Regions from separate parts of the Mus musculus genome. Here region 1 is linked to region 2. The links are chromatin contacts, called in public HiChIP or PLAC-seq maps. All regions are on one chromosome and are shown on one strand. The core of a region is the stretch at or near the end of the contact, and the rest is flanking DNA. Distances in the headings are between cores, read along the strand shown.

The links. HiChIP or PLAC-seq counts read pairs in DNA pulled down with a chosen protein or histone mark.
Region 1: an H3K4me3 HiChIP or PLAC-seq map of bone marrow-derived macrophages shows a contact between it and region 2, with 4 times the contacts expected there. The contact joins the promoter of Emb here to the enhancer-like site in region 2. A contact is called at or near these places in 2 of 39 promoter capture datasets (the C10 cell line and pre-B cells), 3 of 115 datasets of contacts at active chromatin or transcription factors (bone marrow-derived macrophages and microglia) and 2 of 9 other capture datasets (adipose tissue and liver).

What each region holds. Positions count from the first base shown.
Region 1 is chr13:117,219,310-117,222,009 of GRCm38.p6, forward strand. It overlaps Emb (embigin), which reads left to right and starts at 1,264. Exons shown (of 9, transcript NM_010330.4): 1 at 1,264-1,648. The coding sequence starts at 1,540.
Region 2 is chr13:116,948,461-116,951,160 of GRCm38.p6, forward strand. All of the region lies in intron 3 of Parp8 (poly (ADP-ribose) polymerase family, member 8), which reads right to left. Among named protein-coding and RNA genes, the nearest start is that of Parp8, 76 kb to the right of the region's middle. Within about 2 kb of position 1,286, at least 44 of the 459 cell types and tissues checked have an H3K27ac peak or open chromatin away from gene starts, as enhancers often do. A contact at or near this core is called in bone marrow-derived macrophages, where this site is marked.

The sequences.
Region 1 (2,700 bases), core at 14-2,513, 270 kb after region 2:
ATAATAATAATAGACCTGCCCCCACCTCAGGCAAGCATTCCATCACAACTAGTATTTGCTGTGTTACACAGAGACACTATTATCTTCATAGAGACCTCAAACAAAAAGGTAAAAATTGCTACGGGTCGCGTTTAATGCCCTCAGCGTAAATGACATGACTTTTCTTCTTCTCCATGTATAAGCCCACAGTTTTCCAGGAATCTCACCTGCAACCCCATTTACAACAAAAGGAAATGTCTTAACTATCCGGTAGAACGCTTGCAGTCCATGTTTTGATCTTATCAGACTGTAACTCCACGAAAGGCGCCCCTGTAGCCACCCTACAAAAAGGAGGGATGGGGGGAGGGGCTCTTAGCAGCCCCTTTGAGTTGTAACTTGGGAGCCACCAAAATGGTCTTTATGGTTACTGTTAAAACACAGCTCTGAAACCCATGCACCTGGTCTTGGATGTGTCTTATTGTTATTAGCCCTCATATTTAAATCTACTCTGAGAAAACCCTCTTTTTAATTAACTCCAGCTCTGCTTCATACCACATCATTCTTTAATTCCTTCCTTCAGTTTTACCTGAGTGGAGGTTCCTAAGGGACAAAGGGCTACTAAGTAGGGCTTGCTGAGTGCCCCGGATTTAAGGCTCACTAGTTTTAACCTAGACGCCTTTCCCGCTGAATAGGAAAACAATTGTTTTGAACTATCTCAATTTATTTGATAGGAGAGTAAGAAACTTCAACCTCCGGCCCCGCGTGGGTAAGAGATAACATTGTATTCCACAATGTTTGACAAAGATGAATGGCCTTCTGCCATTTACACAGAATCCCCTTAACTTAGTTTTTGTTTGGTGAGCTCTTTGGCGCCAGGAGAGCTGTTGCCGCAAGCAAACAAAGGGAAACACACTGTGGGGCCTAGGGACTCTGAAATCTTAATCCGGAGGGAACTGGCCAAACCTTCAGAGGGGGAGGGTATGCACGACTAATAGAAAGCTCTGAGAAACATTAATTTAAGTACCGGGCTTGGGGGCACTGAATAGCGCCCTCGGTCTGGTAAGAAGAAACCTTTGCACATCCAAAGATGTATAGGAGCAGAACTATCCGGTCCTTTTCACCTGTCACATCAAAGTAAATGTGTGAACCCATCCAACGGATGGAAAGAACACTCTGTGGGGAGTTGCAACCCCTCCGGGAGGTGATGGGGTACACACACCTGGCTGGCTCCAGGAGCTAGGTCCCTCCCCAACCTGTGTTAGCCAGAGGGTGGGGGCGGGAGAGGATTCGGCGCCGAGGTTGCACAGCACATCCGGGCGCGCCGGTAGCGGGCTGCGGGCTGCATAATTGATGGAAGGCCGGCGCAATTGCGCTGGGAGCGTCTCGGGGGTGGAGGCCAGGGCGGCCGGGCCCCTCCCACTCGGTTTATTCTCGAGTGTCCTGTCCCCAGGACTGGCAGTGGGCGCCCAGTTACCAGCAAGTGTACACAGGGACCAACGGAGACGGATCGCAGCGAGCTGAGGGTGCCTTAGCGACCTCCTGGACAGACCCGCCCGCGCCATGCGCTCGCACACTGGCCTGAGGGCGCTTGTGGCGCCTGGTTACCCGCTCCTCCTTCTATGTCTTCTGGCGGCGACGCGCCCTGATCCGGCTGAGGGCGATCCCACAGGTACCTGGGGGGTTCGGGGGGCTGGCGCGGGGAGGGCTCTGGGTTCACCGGAAGAGGCTCAGTGGCGGCGACCCTCCAGCCCGACGACATCCCTTGCCGCTCGCGCAGGGGCCGCGGGGATGCAGGCGCAGGCGGCTACGGAGCGGAGAGGGGGGTGGCCTTTCATTGGCTGGGCGCGGGTTACCCAAGGAGGAAACGTGGGAGCCCGGGTGGCTCCGCATCCGCCGGGTATAGGGATGATCCCGTCCCAGTAAAGCTCAGTTTGATCCTGGGAGCTGGTAGTGAGACAGGGTCGGATTTTTCCTAGGAAGTGGGCAAATAGAGTGCGTGGGTTTGTGCGGGGGAGACTGGGGGCTTCTGCTAGTGTGGCATGATTATGAGTCCACATTCCGCGAGGCCGGCTCCCTTCATTAGAGCCACAGCGAGGCTCTCGTATCACCTTTCCTCCTGGCAGGTGTTGAAATTGAGTATGATTTTTAGAGCAGAGGGTAAAAATCGCGATAGCCAGCCAACTCAAACAAGCCCAGATAAGAAAATTAGACGTGTGTGTTGTCTTTTCATAACAATCTTTATAAAAACAAAACATTTTTCAAGGGTGTTGGGTTGCGTGTTTACGGCATGCGGACAGAAGGATTTCCGTGAAAAACATTACCGGGTCAAGATCTATTTTGCCACCTTAACTCACCTTTTTATACTTTATGTGTTGCAAGCGATCCAATGCTTTTCAGTGCAAGTTCCTGTGTCTGTGGCAGGTTAGCTCCCATTTAAGTCACCACTAACTTTCTTAAGCAGTTGAAAGACTGGCTTTACTGGGAACTAAATCCAGACATTATTCCACACAAGGTTTTGCGCTATTATAAATTATTTCCATGAGGTTATAGCATGTAGATTGGTTAAACATAGTATAAAAGAAAATGGTCAAAAGGACACACACACACACTGTTAACTTGGATTCTTCTAGTCCCTAGATTTTCTTGTTCCACATGTTTTCCATCATAATAGTTTAGGACATGACCTTACCAGGCGAACCTGGTTCTTCGGTCCTCTTCCAT
Region 2 (2,700 bases), core at 36-2,535:
TCTCAGCCAGAGCAGCCACCGTTGGAAATTACACACCCATTTGCAAGACTCACGCCCACCTGCTTCTCCCATAGGTCTATGAATGCAGAAGCCCCTACATTCTTCTTGGTAATTAATAGTGATGCACATTGTCGTTTTGTCTTTAAACAGCCGAGTTTCTGTCTTTAGTATTTTTACAATGATTTAGTTCCATGCAAAAGTCTACAGTATATTTAAGTAGAAGAATGTCACTCACTTACCATGGAGAATACTATATTTGTGCGATTAGTGTTTATTTATAACCTACAAATCCTTTTGTCTTTCAATGATAAATAAACACATTCAAAATGACTTTACAAATAATAACAATCATTCAAAACTTGAAGACCACACCACACATAAAGACAAAGGATGGCCTGTATTAAGCTTGTATTGAGCTTGAACTGTGCTCTATATAAGTGAGTTAGACTGCCTGCTGCTTATTTGGTTAGGAGATACCATCTCCTGCTGAGTGCTGTCTGCAGGTTACACGGAGGATGATATGCAGAGGAAGGCTGCTTGTGTGATGAGACTCCATCAGTGAAAATGACTTCTCCACTCCCTGCCCTGCCTCACATTAAAGACCGAAAAGAAACAAAATTCCATAGGCACAGATAACACCAGGTCTCCTCAAAATCTCTCCACTGCTTTCCCTCCCCAGCTTCTCTTTAAAGATTGTATGAAAAAAAATTCCCCTCATGAGGTAGGAGAGGAAAGCTCACTGAACAAGCCAATCAGCAACAGATCCCAAGAGCTGACAATGCCGCCGAAGAAAAAGCACCCGGGTTTGATCCTCAGCACGTGCTATACCTAGATGTGGTAGCACACTCGGGAGGTATGGAAAGAAGGGTCACAAGTTCAAAGTCATGCTGTATTGCATGGTGGCTTGAAGCCAGTCAGGGCTATATAATTCTCTTTCTCAAACAAATGGACAAACCACCACCCCAAACAAGAACAACAAAGTAAGATGGCAGATAAAACTGCTTTCTGTTCAAGCCTGACAACTTACGTTCTATCTCTTGAACCTATGTAAAGACAGGAGAGACCAACATACAAAGTGTCCTCTGTACACACACACACACACACACACACACACACGCTTTAAATTCAAAACATAAAACAAAAGCATATTACACCTCTTTGCTAACAGGGTTCCCAAAGGCTTTTGTTCCGTGCTTCAGGGTGGCTAGTCCAGAGCACAGCTTGGACTTTTAGAAAATGATTATGCAAGAAATAACTCACTCATTCGTCCTGCATGGGAATGAGGAAGTTCTGTATCTGCTAGAGCCTTAGGACACCCACAAGCAAGCTAATCCATGGATACATTGGCTACATGCATGAGTGCACACGGGGGCTGTTGTGTGTGTGGGGGGGGGGGGGGACAGAGACTGTAGAAAAGTTCACAGACAGAGAAAGATCCCTCATCAACTTTCATTCTAAATGTTTAACTCATGAACCATGACTTTCTTTTCATTGTGTTAAGCTAGCAGGAAATATTTTTGTTTGCCAAACTGAAACCATCTGAATTTTACAGACATATTTTTTTAAATATGTCTAATTTTTAGTATCCTAATTTGCATTGAATACTAACTATATTTTCATGCTATGCCTAATGCCTACTGAATCTGACATGTAGAATATAGTAACGAGTTAATTTTTCTTCTAATCATTTTGTACTTTAATGTTTAAGGCATTTTATTAGATATTTTCTTCATTTACATTTCAAATGCTATCCCCAAATCCCCCTATACCCTCCCCGCCTACCCTGCTCCCCAAGCCACCCACTCCTGATTCCTGGCCTTGGCATTCCCCTGTACTGGGGCATATGATCTTCGTAATACCAAGGGCCTCAATTTAGAGTTTCAAGTGATACAATTCCGAACTTTTACAGAAGAACTTCAAAAAAAGTGTAAGTAGATAGATTACAAGGAAAAAAAATGCAGGACCACAAATGTCTGTCTCTCTGAGTCAGTCTTCCAGACCTGTGTGTGTTGAGCTGGTATTAGATAGCCACAGACTCCTCAACACTACTCTTGCTTCCTTCTGGAATGCAGTCTTTGATATCAGGTTAAGACATCAACCCGACGGGGCGAGCTGCAGCTCTCAGTCTCTAGATCAGTTATCAGTAGGTAGGCGGGGAGGGTATCTTACTAAAATCAAGTATGCTTTTACTGTTCACTAAGCTTTGGAAACAATGTTTTATTCTCACAAGACTAAATCGAAAGGTACAATTACACTGACATATTTTGATCATGAAGTTAATTGATGAGCATTCAATTAATGAATACAATTTATTCTTAAGCAAGTGACTATGCAATGCCTCAAATCCATAAACAACCAAGACAGGAAGCTGTGTGGTTCTAGGAAGGGAGAGGCAAGTTCTGACAATACTCTGACTCTGACAACAGTCTGGACGTGCATCTCAGTGGGACACTGGCATGTAGGCTTCTCTTCGTAAGAAGCAGAAAATACACTGTTGATCTCAGAGCCAAGGAAAGGAGGACAACACGGAACAGAATTAACTGGTGCGGGACATCTAGTTGTGGAGATCCCTTTAGATATTGCTGCTGCTTGGGTACTGTTTTCCAAAGTATAGCTGAAAGAGCCTATATAACTTCTTTCAAGCTATTTCTAAGTTCTGTGGACACAGCTTTTACATGCTACTGTGAAACCTTTTGAAAC